Regions from separate parts of the Sus scrofa genome. Here region 2 is linked to region 1. Evidence: chromatin contacts called from public Hi-C data. All regions are on one chromosome and are shown on one strand. Each heading gives the region's core, a stretch centred on a gene start, on an enhancer-like site or on the middle of the called end of the contact. The rest is flanking DNA. Distances are from core to core; before and after follow the strand shown.

What was found. Hi-C and Micro-C count contacts between places; a contact is called where the count stands out from the background.
Region 2: a Hi-C map of liver shows a contact between it and region 1, with 3 times the contacts expected there. The contact joins two enhancer-like sites. A contact is called at or near these places in 1 of 5 promoter capture datasets (liver) and 2 of 47 Hi-C or Micro-C datasets (both in liver).

Annotation. Positions count from the first base shown.
Region 1 is chr5:80,921,994-80,928,527 of Sscrofa11.1, reverse strand. No RefSeq gene overlaps it. Among named protein-coding and RNA genes, the nearest start is that of STAB2, 62 kb to the right of the region's middle. Within about 2 kb of position 4,882, at least 3 of the 83 cell types and tissues checked have an H3K27ac peak or open chromatin away from gene starts, as enhancers often do. A contact at or near this core is called in liver, where this site is marked.
Region 2 is chr5:81,194,880-81,202,176 of Sscrofa11.1, reverse strand. LOC110260782 (a long non-coding RNA gene) reads right to left here. Exons shown (of 4, transcript XR_002344190.1): 3 at 4,048-4,135. Among named protein-coding and RNA genes, the nearest start is that of ASCL1, 160 kb to the left of the region's middle. Within about 2 kb of position 5,391, at least 1 of the 83 cell types and tissues checked has an H3K27ac peak or open chromatin away from gene starts, as enhancers often do. A contact at or near this core is called in liver, where this site is marked.

The sequences.
Region 1 (6,534 bases), core at 3,633-6,132:
TAACCCTAAACTGCCTTATGCTCCAATAATCATGCAATGTTTGTTGCTGAAGAACGGGGTAGGGGAGGTGGAAATCCAAGAATAAGTCTATAAGTCTCTCACGCCTTCTGAAGTTAATTGCCACACAACCAGAAGCTGCTGGAGCATTTCCAAATCCACCATTCTCAAAGATAAAAAATATATATATAGCCCTGGAGCCAAGACTGAACATCCACAAACCAGCCTTGAACATACAGTTTAAACAACAACCAAAAAGGCATCCTTGAATAAATTAGAGGATTCTGCCAAAGAAAAGAAAATGGTAAATCAACAAGGAGAACCTGCTGAGTAGCATCGAGAATTATGTCTAGATACTCATGTTGCAACAGAACAAAGGGTGGGGGGAAAAATGTATACATGTTAAGGATAACTTGATCCCTTGCTGTACAGTGGGAAAAAAATAAATTAAAAAAAAAGAAAGAAAAGAAAATAGTAAGTCAAAGTGAGTTTCCAAGGCTGAACCAACTTAGCATCACTCCTGAGCAAAGCAGGTACTGGATATTATACGGGGCAACACTGACCCTAAAAACTCACGTTTTTATTCTGAACTCCCGTTCTGGGGAATACAACTCAGCTAGATTTCAGAGGTCACACCCATATATGGTATATAATAAATCCAACAGAGAGGCTTTCTCTTTTCCTCCCTAAAACATAATAACAATTTCCACATCCTGTTTCACCCTAGACCTTTAGACTTTCTGAACCCAGGGAGTTCTGACAAGGAGGTATAATTTTCTTTAAATCCCCCTGAAGCAATCTTTTCATTTGTGATAAAATTACCACATCACATCCCCACCCTGGGCTCCCTCCCTTTGTGTTGGAGACTAGAGAGAAGCTGGGTCGTAGACATTCGAGAACAGAAAACTTCAACACAGAATCAATAAAATAACCTTATATTTTGCCTCTTCTCTAATGGCTGCAATTTGGCTCTTGGCCCATCCTTACGCCCAGGTGCACAGCTACACAAGGCAGCTCTCCTCTGTATCCTGTCCGTGCACATCAGGTTCAGCCCCTCCTTCTACAAAGTGACTGCACATTGTTGTGCGTTCCCAAGCTGGTAAGTGACAGCCATGACTTGGCCACTTTGGAGACTTGCCAAGGTACTCTTCCCTGAGGCCAGGAAACAGGATTGACCATCCTAACTCTCAAGAGCCTCCCAGGTGAAGCTCTAATTTTTAAAGCCCCCAGAGAAGAAATGGGGGAAGGATAGAAAAACATCTTTGAGCAGATATTTCATTCACCCAAGATGCTAGTCTCATTAGGACCTTCAGCTGGATCCCAGTGATGTTTAGAAAATCTAAGTAAAAAGAAAGCCAAAATAACTGTTATATATATATTTAAAAGAGTTATATTTACATTATAAATATAAATATATAAAATATACGTAACAAAGTTACATAAGGTATGTGTGTGTATACACACACACACAAATATGAGATGTAACAAAGACTGTCATATATAAAAATACCCTTTAACCCTCACTTGGGGGTATAAGGTTTTCCAAGCTAGTTCTCTCCACTGCTCAATTCTTTTTCTTCTTTCTCCTGACAACTCTCAGGCTTTCTAGAGACATATATAAATCCAGTCAGTTTCTTGAGAGAGCCACTGACATGTCCATGCATCTTCAAAAACTTAATACAACTAAAAGCAGGGCCAAGAAGAACCCTGCTCCTTGGCCTCCAAATTGGCCAGTAAGGCAACATCCCTGGTGAGGTCGGTAATAGTCACTGCCTTTTCAACTGCTATTCTTTAACTAATCAAATTTTTACACTCCTTTACATTACAAGAAGTCTTTAAACATGTAAATCTACTTTTATACGTTTTAAATTTATATGCTTAAAGCCCTAGCTTCACTCCTGTGAATTAGAAAGCCACACTCTTGTCTCACCTGTGCTTTTATCTACTCTGCACAAAAGAAGCCCCAGAGGCAGCCTGACCCACCTCCTTCCAAAGCAGTCTGGGAAATGGATGCTCTCAGACTCCAGCCTGCTCCATGGAAGTGTTGTCCCGTCCCAAGTGGATTAGCCACATTTTCATTCCTATCACTATTGTTCTCTCCTGAGAAGTACTGGCAAATTTTATTTTCTCCCTTTCATTACATTTTCAGCGATATTTTACTTTGAGGAATTTACAGCAAAGATTCCAGGTGCCCTGCCCTCCATGGGAAGGTTGGGAACATTTTAGACTGTTGGACTGTCACTGTTGTTGCGGGGGGAGAGCTGGTGGTGGCAGTGTGGCAGACACCTAAGACACCTAATGCTGTCTGCCCAGCATCCATTCCTGTTTCTTCAGCTAAGAGTTTGCTAATATTCCTCTGGGAGATGCTCATCCTGCACTCTCAGTTCATGGGTCTAAAGGGGCATGTGTCCCAGAAATGGCACAGTAACTGGATCAGAGAAACACAGGTGACCCTAGCCAGGCCAGGAGGGTCAGGATGTTTGTGAGAACCCTCAGGAGACGGGAACTCTTCCTGTGGAGTTTGCTAAGCTGGGAGAAGGGAAACCTGTAGCTCCATCTGGCCATTTCCTACCATCTTGTGAAAAGAAGAATGAAGCCACAGGGAGAGAGATGAGTCCAAGAAAGAAAAAGATTCCTGAAGACATGCCTTCATATCTGATCTCACTACACCCACACCCAGTTACAACCCTGCATTTTAATTACATGAGCAAATACCTTTCCCTCTTTGCTTAAGTCCATCTGAGTCAGGGTTGTTTTTTTGTTTTGCTTTGGTTTTTGTTCCTTGCAACGGAAAAATCCTGATTATTAAAAGCAGGTTCTATAATCAGCCTTTCCTTCAATAACAAAAAACAAACAAACAAACAAAAAAGCCAAAACCCGAGGACTTTACCCTGAGATCAGGAAATGAGGGCTTTCTCTGAGGATGGATGGTAGCCCATCTCTGGATCTGGTGGACTCTAATTTGGGAAGAAAATTAAAATGGAACCAAAACAAATTTGAACTACATTTATTATCAGAAAGAGCATCCAACCATTTAACAAGTACTTATTGAGCACCAACTGTTTGCTGGAAGAGTCACTGTGCCAGGCACTGGGACAAGGTTCTGAACCAGGAATGGCTCCTGCCTGCTGATCCTCACATTCCGGCAGAGGAAACCGGAGAATAAGCAGTAAGTACTATGTCACATGGTGGTGTGTTTTTGCAGAAAAAGAAAGCAGGATGAGGGCGCTGGGAAGGAATGATGGGTTGGTAGGAGATGCCTCTCATCTGAGCAGAAACTGGGAGAGAGTGTGGGAGGGAGCCGTGCAGTTCTGTCCAGGAAAGGTGTTCATGGAGGAGGGCAGGGCACGTGCAAAAGCTCCGAGGTGGGAGTGTGCAGAGCAGGGCCTGGGACAGCAGGAGACTGATGAGGCGGGAAGAGGGAAGAAGGACCCAGAGGAGGTCAGGTCAGAGTCAGGAGCAAGACCAGATCCGGTGAGGAGTGACTATCAGACGGCTTTGAGAAGAGGAGAGAGAGGGCCGGCCTAATATCACGGAAAGGCTCAAATAGCTGCTCTATAGAAGACAGGTAGGAGGTAGTGGGGGCAAGGACAGAGGCTGACAGATGATGTCCCTTGGCAATTCACACATGCTTTTAGAAGGAAACAGCATAAAAAACTCCAAATCCAGTAGTCTGTTGGAAATCTGCTATATGCTCTAAAATGAAGAGGTGAGGACTGCTGAAAACAATTCTCAATTATACCTACAGATAAAGAGTTCAAAACCACAGTGCATAAATAATTATCATTTCCACCCGTCACAGTTCTAGACCAATGGTTCTCAATCAGGGAACTCTTGGCAATATGCGGAGAGCTTCAGGTTTGTCACGACTGGCAGGAGGCAAGGGGTGGGGGTGGGGGGGTGTTCCTAGCATCTTGTGGATGGAGGCCAGGGAGGCTGCTAAACATCTAGAATGTAAAAGGCAGGCCCCCACAACAAAGAACGATCCAGCCTCAAATATCAATAGAGCTGAGGCTGAAAACGCAATGTAAAGATCCATTGTTCTTCGTTTTTGTGTTAGGAACTCTTAAACTTGCAATAAATATGAAATTGGAGAAGCACAAAATGAGCTTGATTATTTTCTTTGGCTAATCATGTGAAAGGCAAAGACTATAGCTGTTTTTTCACATTTAAGAACAACTTATGGGGGGGGGGGTGAAAGAAAAGAATAGTGGCCTATGTTCTCAACTAGACCTTGCAGAGAAAAGTGAAATAAGAATATTCCCAGGTTTGCAACAGAAGAAAACTTAATTTTTTAAATATGAAAATGTCATTCTAGGGAAACAAAAGTACCTGGCACAGATTTTGCTTTGGGGAGGAAAATGCCTTTGAAAACCCAACTAGTTGTATAATTAAGTGATAATGAATGCAGAGCTGTACTTTGTATTCCATTCCAACACATTGGAGTTGAATCCGAGCTTGAAAAGCTAAATCCCTCAGTGTTCTGGCCCCTCATCAGTGAAGTGCAAATCAAGGCCTTTAACTGCTACAGAAGGGGTGGCTCCAAAAAAAGTGTGAACTACCAATATTATGTTTTCAAACTGCCTGCTTTCTAATGATATGCTAACTGTATTTAGGAAAAAGAAATGTTTCATTGGAACAAGAAAGCAAACTATCATATGTGATGTTTTATGCACAATGGAGAAAGCTACTAATTTCCATTTTATGTGAAGGATAGAAACACTTTCTAGATTTTTAACTCACCAGTGATTCACTTAGAGAAAGACTAAATAATATTTTATACATGTGCTCTAGCTAACGTCATGTATACGAAAGAGGCGTGAGAGTCGATGTGTGTGCTGGAAAGAGCTTTTTTGCTTGATTATACAAACAGAACATAGTACAGTTAGTCGGTCCTTAGAAACTTGTTTAAACACACGCTGGAGAAACTTTAACCTTAACAGAGGACCTGTAAACACAAGAAAATTGTAACTTGATGAACTTAATATTTTATCGTCAAAATTAAAGGACATAATACGCTGACCTGTGGATAGGCCATCATTCAAAGGTGCCACTATCATTTGCTGTTTTTACCTTAATGTTTAAAAACAAACAAAAAGAAAGCTGGAAGAGATGGAAATTTGTTCTTGTTTCTATACAAAGTGATATTTTCTCAAAGAGGGACTAAAACAAAAATTCCACATACAAAGAATTTAGGAGCAAAACAGACAACCCAATACATGTTCAAACAGCGTTTTTAGAAATGGGGAGACAAACATCTGAAGAAAAACAGGGCCTGCAATAGGAGGGTAAACAAATGACAAAAACTGTGGGAACACATATTTTGTAGAGAGCACAGATACTCAGCTTTGACCCTACAGGCCATGGTGCAACAAGCCCTTAGAAGAGAACCAACCAGTCACGGGTCTGTTAAGGGGGCCACCAGGGAAGGCAAGGACAGCGGTCAGACAAGGCTGTCCAGACCAGGCTATCCCATCAGTCATTCTCTGCAGTAGTGACATGATAACAGAAGAAAGAAGTTGGGACAAACCAGGCTGATGACACAGTAAGACAGACCCAATATATAGTTCCCTTTTGGAAATACACATCCATCCAAGTCTGTCTGCTTAAGATATTTCTGGGTGAGACAGGCAAGCGGCTGCTTCTGCTGGCTCTGGTCAAATGAGCATCATTAATTCATCATGGGTTTGCATGTCCACATGGCCATGCCTTTACTGCAAGTCAACATTCCTGCACCAACGAAACTGTGGACCAGGAAGCTTGTAGCCTGCAGCAAGAGATTTTGGTACAAGCAGACAAAGCAACGGCACTGAAAATGGGATGTACAAGGAGGTCTTGGGGTGTCTCTGCTGATGCCAAACATGAAATGGAGTTAGTCTGCTTAAAGTTCAAGAGCGACGTGACCCACCTAATGGATGAGCCACAAATGAAGCAGACCATTTCAGGTGAGTGGTTGGAGAGTTAGATGAACTAAAACTTCTTTTCTGATATTTTCTGATTAGAAGATAACCAGGTGGCACAGCAGAGCCTGGTCTTTAAGGAAGGTATTATTTGAACTATGCTTTGAATTATGGGAAGGTTTTTTCTCTTAAACCGTATCTCTGTTATCAACCTCCCATCCCCAGCATTTGCATTTAAGACATCTTTAGCAAGGCCCTGGTCAGAGGAAAGAACAAAGAATCATAAAGGACTTTTTAAGATTTGAAAGAAAAGTCGCTGAGAAGAATTTTAAACAGTTTCTTCGGATAAAGGCTGTAAAATAATGATATGTTTGTGGATTATACCTCCACATTTTTTTTTATCACCATAAATCGGAAAGCAAAAAATATATATATATATATATTTTGAGCAATATTCAAAAGGCAATCAAAATACTTTAATGTCTTTGCAGCCCAGCAGAAATTAAAATACTTCTACCAAGATATAAGGGTTAAAGAAATTGTGACTTACAAGAAAGATGTACACACAGATGTTTCTTTGAACTCCAAGCCATAAACTGGCTCAGAGGCTTGCTGCAGTCTGAAGCTGTCAAAGTTC
Region 2 (7,297 bases), core at 4,142-6,641, 270 kb before region 1:
AACAGTTTTGGTGTTTTGGGGTTTTTCCCCCTGGGATTTTATCCAAAAAAAGGAATATGGTGTCAATAACCCAACTCCAAAGCTATCATCAGCCTCCTTTGTGCCCTGAATCTGAATTTCATCAAATGTATCTCTTGAACCCATACCCTAAGAGTTAATAAAGTTACCACCCATAACCTCCATGAGTGTTTTTGTTTGTATTGCCCTATAATTGGCATCAAGAGACAGAGGCTTTAAAGTGTGTATCCACTTCTCTCCAGGAACAAAATGGTCCTTTGGGAAAATTAGTACCACAATGGCTACTGACAGATAATCCAGTCCAAGTTCCTCAATTACAGACTGAACTTAAGGTGCCAACCAGTTTCATGATTTGCCCAGAGCTGTGACAGCATTTTATCAAATCTGCATGTCAGTATGTTTGTATGTTTATTATCATCTTCATGCCCTGTATATAAAATCATAAAATATAATCGACTAGGAATTCTCATTGAATGCCCTCATCTTGTGAACGAGGAAACAGAAGCATAGAGCAAAGTACTGAGGGTGACCTCACATGGGGAACCAGCAAAAGAACTGAAATCCTGGTCCCAACTCCCTCCCTGGAAATTTTGCACAGATAGTGCCCCCCTCTGTATGGTCCATGGACACCGTCGGGTGTTGAAGAAAATCTGCTTGCCCGTTAGACTCATGATTCCTGGCAGTAGCTTAGGAATCTAAAAGCCTCTTCCTGGAGATCTTCTGGGTGCTGACATGGCCATTTTTTAAATGCAGATTTGAGTGCCTCATGCCATGACAAGACAATTCTTGCCTTTCCCCTGTATCGTAGCTCTTTATAGGGAAAGCAAACAAGACCTCTTGTAACTTTCATCAGATGTCCACTTCTTGTGATTTTTTTTTTTTTTAACATCCCAACCTTCCATTAAATAAGTGTTCCCTTTCCTCTTAGAAGCCCTCTTCCTGTGATTCTTTCCTGAGCCAAGAGAAGGCTGTCAGAGGCGGGCAGCACGTTCCTTATGTTCTCTGCCTTCTGATTACTGTCATGGCTCCTCTTCCACTTTGGTTTCCTGCTCAGTTTTTCTTATCATGTTCTGCCTGCTCAGTTTACTGCAGGAGCACTCTAAGGATCCTTTCTTTGCACTCTTTTGGTGCCTATTCTAAATGTTCACAAATTTGGGCAGCAAATGAGAAGAGCTGATGGATTTGAGTAAAGGAGAACCTTCTATGTACATTTTGTTTATTTACTTAGTTATTTTTGGCTGGGCCCACAACATTTAGAAGTTCTCAAGCCAGTGATCACATCCTCATTGTAGCAGTGGCAACGTTGGATCCTTAGCCCAGTGAACCGCCAGGGAAACTCCTCTATGTGAGCGGCAAGGCATTGGATCCACTTACCCCATATCAACGAGATTATGAACCCAGACAGGAGGCTGGCTCTCCAGATTCTCAGATCATCATCCATGCCTTGAAACAACGCTGCCTATATGGGCTCATAAAGACTATAGTTGCCACTTATTGAGCATTTCCTGTGTTTTAGGTGTTGTGTCTAGTGCCTTATTCACATTACCTAATTTCATTACCATAATGATCTTATAAGGTAATTATTTTTATTCCCATTTCATAGATGAAGGAAAAGAAATTGAGTGCCTTGCCAAAGATTGCACAAGCAAGAGCCTGACTTTGAATCTCATGTCAACTGTGCCTACATTCATAGTTATTGCACGTCAGAAGTAGGAATTGCAAGTAAAAATGAAAGGACCCATCAGTGGAAACCAAACTGCTGAAAGAACAAGATTAGAGGTTAACCTGAGAGCCACGTGCCAAGTACTAGTCTAAGTATTTTACATGTGCTAGGCAATATAATTCTCTAAGCAACCAATTAAATAGTTACATTAACACCCCCACTTTATAGATGAGAAAATGGAGGCAGAAGGGCTAAGTATCTTGCTCAGAACACACAACAGGTCACACAGCTAATAGGTGACAGAACCAGGACTCAAACCTAGAGTCTGTTTCCGAGATGGACTCCCAAGCAGTAATCAACACTCTCTCCCAAATCCATCTGCTGGTTAAGAACAATCTTCACATACTTTAATATATTTGAACACAATGTTATAAACAAAGTTTATCAAAATGTGATTCTTTTTTCCATCTCAAAACAAGAAGGCACACCTAATTTATTTTCAAGTTATTCTCTTCTATCAGTATTTAAAGCTATTAATAAAATTCAGTGACTAGTGATGAGGAAGTGCTGTAAGATCTCACCAAGTGATGGCTTGGTTCACAGATTATGAGGGGTGGGGTTGGTTGTGGTATTGTAATGAATGTTAGCAGATCTTTTCTGGGTTTAATAGTTTTAGGGGATGTCTGTGGTGAATTCTAAATGGATCAATATGACATCCATATTGTTTTTTACTGATGGTTGCTGCACATATTCCCTTGGAGTAGTTGAATGGAACTCACAAGTGTATGTATGAAAGTCTTCTAGTTACTATTTGACAAATCAGGAGCATGTAAAAATGGTAATTACTGTTTTGTGGATGTTCAAAATGCAAGCACAATATATACCATGGAGAGGTTTTTCTCTAATAGGCAATCCAGAACACCTCCTACATGCATACTTTACTCTCAGTTCCAAGGTAAAGAGAAATATCTAATATGGCAGGAGAATGTCTAACCTGTTTTATTCAAAAAATGAAATGGCAGATCATACCATATTCTGTAGAATGGAAAAATTCTCTCCCTGACCAAACTTTGGTCAGGCTCTTCTGAGCTTTCTATTTTTTATATTGAAGTATAGTTGATATATAATATTACATAAATTACAGGTATAAATTACAGTTATACCTGGATAGCTATAGTTACATCTGCATAACTCAATTTTAAAGTTTATACGCCAACATTTACAGTTATTATAAAATATTGGGTCACATATTCCTGTGTCAAATATCATTGTAGCTTATTATATATATAATAGTTTGTACCTCTTATTCCCCTACCCCTCTATTACCTTCTCCCCACTGGTAACCACTGGATTGTTCTCTGAGTTTCTTTTTTATTATTTTCATTAGTTTGTTGTATTTCTTAGAGTCTATATATAAGTGATATCATAAAGTAGTTGTCTTTGTCTGACTTATTTCACTCAGCATAATAACCTCCAAATCTTAAAATGTGTATGGAAATACAATGGACCCTGAATAGCCAAAACAATCTAGAGAAAGAAGACCAGAATGGGAAGAATCACATTCCCTGACTTCAGACTATACTATAAAGTTACAGTAACCAAAACAGCATAGTACTGGCATAAAAACAAACACATAGATCAATGGAACAGGATAAAGAGCCCAGAAACAAACCCACATATTTATGGTCAATTAATTTATGACAAAGGAGGAAAGAGTATACAATGGAGAAAAGAGAGTCTCTTTAATAAATGGCACTGGGAAAACTAGATAGCTACATGTAGAAGAATGAAATGAGATAATTCCCTAGCTCCATACATAGAAATAAACTCAAAATGTTAAAGAACTAAATGTAATACCATACACCATAAAACTCCTAGAAGAAAACATAGGCAGAACACTCTGACATAAATTGTAGCAATATTCTTTGAACTATATCTCCTATGGTAAAGGGAAGAAAAGCAAAAATAAACAAGTAGGACCTAGTTAAACTTAAAAGTCTTTGTACAGCAAAGAAAACCAGCAACAAAATGAAAAGACAACCTACTGAATGGGAGAAAATATTTGCAATGCTATGATAAACAAGGGGTTAATATCCAAAATACACAAACAGCTCATATAACTCAGCATCAAATAAGCAAACAACCAGATTGAAAAATGAGTGGAAGACCTGAATAGACATTTCTCCCAAGAGGAAATGCAGATGGCCAGCAGGCACATGAAAAGATGCTCAACATTGTTAATCATCAGGGAAACGCAAATCAAAACCACATCGAGCTATCAACTCACACCTGGCAGAAGGGCTTTCATCAAAATGAGCACAAATAACAAATGATGGCAAGGATGCAGAGAAAAGGGGCCCTCTTACCTTGTTCGTGGGAATGTGAGTTGGTGCAGCCTACTGTAGAGAACAGTATGGAGGGTTCTCCATACCACAGAATGCAGCAATTCCACACCTAGAATTTGAAAAGATATACACACCCCAATGTTCACATCAGCATTATTTACAATAGCCAAGATATGGAAACAACCTAAATGTCATTTGACAGGTGAACAGATAAAGAAAAGTGTGTGTGTGTATATATATATGTAGTGGACTATTACTCAGCCATAAAAAGAATGAAATCTTGCCATTTGCAATAACATTGGATGGCCTAGGTCCTCTTTTTGACTGGCTCCTTTACTGGAATCCCATGTCCTTCTCTGCAGTGTCCAGTTCTAAAAAGAATCCTAAATCAGTTTAATCCCCACCATCGATGTGTCATCACCTTCAATATCTGATCAAGTTCCTTATCCTCCACCACCTCCCAGGTGATATCTGATCACCCTGGCCTGTATTTAGTATGAATCTTGTTAGGTCAGGTTAACCAGAATCCTCCTTTACTCCTGGTGTATCCTCTTAGTAATTTTTCATCTACCAACACTTCCCCCACCATGCTCCTTCGCTATAAATTTTCCTTGTTGTATTTGGAGTTAAACCCAATCTCTCCCCTGATCACAAAACTTTATTACAGTAAGTAGCTCCCCTTCAATAAAGTCTTCTTTATCTTCTTTTAACAAGTGTCATAAATATTTTCTTCTTCATATATTCTCTATAAATGGTCTGCCTGTGGTCTCCTTTGTATTTATAAAATTGGTGGGGCAAGGCTCAAAGTCACCTTGATCCCAAATTACACATAAATTGCAAAGATAAAGTCCATTTATGTACAAGCTCACTATTCGGCATCACTTCTAACAGACCACAATGAAAATGCAGTTCAATATTGCAAAGCTCATCCTCGCCAAGAATTGGAGAGCTGGAAGTTTTAAAAAATACATGCCCTAAAAAGCAGGTGCCCATCTTCACCACAGCAAGATTAAAGCTCCAGGAGTTTATGTGGCCTGGACTGCAAAGAGAGTGGAATGAATTTCAAGAATCCACTGACTTTCAGACTCTAAGAGGAAAAAAAATGGAAGTATTCCTACTCCCAGTCCACTTTCAATCCCCTAACATGGATCATGAGAAGAGGGATACATCTAATAGGTAATTGCACAACTCTTCAAGTTTCATTGGATGTGTGATAATGATAAAGGGGTGGTGTTTATCAGGTGACTCTGCCCTGGAATATCCTTTCACTGTTGATCCCTGGCAAAGTACCAGACACTATGACCCAAGCCAAGTAGATGATTAAGTCAGACAGTTAATAAGTACATACTGAGACTCCTGGCAGGATGAAGTAGCCAGGATAACTAGGGCACATGACCACCTTAGATCAGCATGCTGGACACCGATCGGTGAAATCACTTACCTTGCTAACCACCACTCCACATGCCAGATGCCTGATGTCCTGTAACCTACATCAACCACCGTGGCACGTCCACTTCTGAGCTTCTTCCCTGCCATACCATGTGTTACCCTACCACCCTCATTCACTACCACCTCGTGGAAATACTAGCTAATTATTTCTCTCTTTTCTTCCCTATTGGCTGATGCACTCACTCTTGGAGACCAGGAACCAATTTTCAAATACACATGGTATAATAAGTGGCTAAGCACATGTGTCAGACTTCCCACATTCATAACCTAATTCTGTGACTTCTTCTTCCTATACCTATGACCTTGGGAGATTTGCTTAGTCTCACCAAGCCTCAGTTTCACATCTTTAAAAGAGAGAAAATAACAACTATATCTTAGGTTTATCCTGTAAATGAGATAATAATGCCACATACAAAGGGTTAGCAGAGTGTCTGGCAGCCAGTAAATGCTTAGCAACTAATGAGCCCCAATTCACAACTCTGGACCTCTCCTATGGCTTTGCATGTGTCACTGGTCTCTTATAACTACCTTTTTATGGTATTGTGATCACCCCTGTTTTGTGAGGAGGAGACTGAAGCAAAGAAAGGTGTACAGCAAGACTAAGATTGTGAAGCCAGTTACGGCACAAACAAGATTTGAAGCCAGAATCTGTGCTCTCAATCTCCCCTAAAACCAAGTCCAGTCTGATAACCACATGGGAATATTCCGTGTAACTCTCTCAGGACTTAGGTGTCATAGACTCTAAGGCACCATCTGCATTGGAAAATGATGCCACAATGAGTAAATACTATTCATCACTTACATGTCATATGGAAGCAGGCCTAATTTTTAAGAGCAGCTGAGGTTCGGTGGAAGCTCTGCTTGAGGCCAACAGTATAAAAATTCTCCCTCCTCTTGTCCCTTGTTCCATTTTAGTTCATCCTTCAACAGACAATGGGAATGTGCCCTGAACATACAGAGGTACAGAGTAAGCCTCTATCGGGATAGCACCTGCCTCCACTATAGCCTTTAAGCGAAGGCAAGTGGGAGACAGACATTCACACGCTGCTTCAGGACAGAATGATGACTCCCAGGAGGGACACAAATACAGAGGCCTGGTCCCTAGAAAATCAAGCCACAGCACATCAGCTTCTGACACAATGTGCCCTGATGTTTGGATACCTTAAGAATTGAGGTCTCCTGGAGTTCCCGTCGTGACACAGTGGTTAACAAATCCGATTAGGAACTATGAGGTTGCGGGTTTGATCCCTGGCCTCGCTCAGTGGGTTAAGGATCTGGCGTTGCCGTGAGCTGTGGTGTAGGTCGCAGACACGGCTCGGATCCCGCGTTGCTGTGGCTGTGGGGGAGGCCGGCAGCTACAGCTCCGATTTGACCCCTAGCCTGGGAACCTCCATATGCTGTGGGAGCAGCCCTGGAAAAGGCAAAAAGACCAAAAAAAAAAAAAAAAGAAGAAGAAGAATTGAGGTCTCCATAAAGAAAGAAGCAGGATGCTTGTAAAGCAAGTTAGGGCTTTGACCCAAAGTCGCCCCAAAGCATCCACCTACAGCTACCATAGCTTATTCTTTCCCCTACGTTATCTTTTCTGACTCCATGTTTCCAAAGAACCAAAGAAAAGTAAGGCCCCCTGAGGAGTTAAATCTATCTGAATAATTTTTGCAGACAAAGTTTGAGAAACAGAAAAGCAATTCTGAAAGGAAGAAATAGATTTTAAGGCACAGAACTGCCACCATGAGACTTCCAGGGACACACTCAGAAACCCTGCTGCAAAACTGACTTTCTTCAGATAATAAGACTCCTTCAAGAAGCCCAGAATAGTTAAATT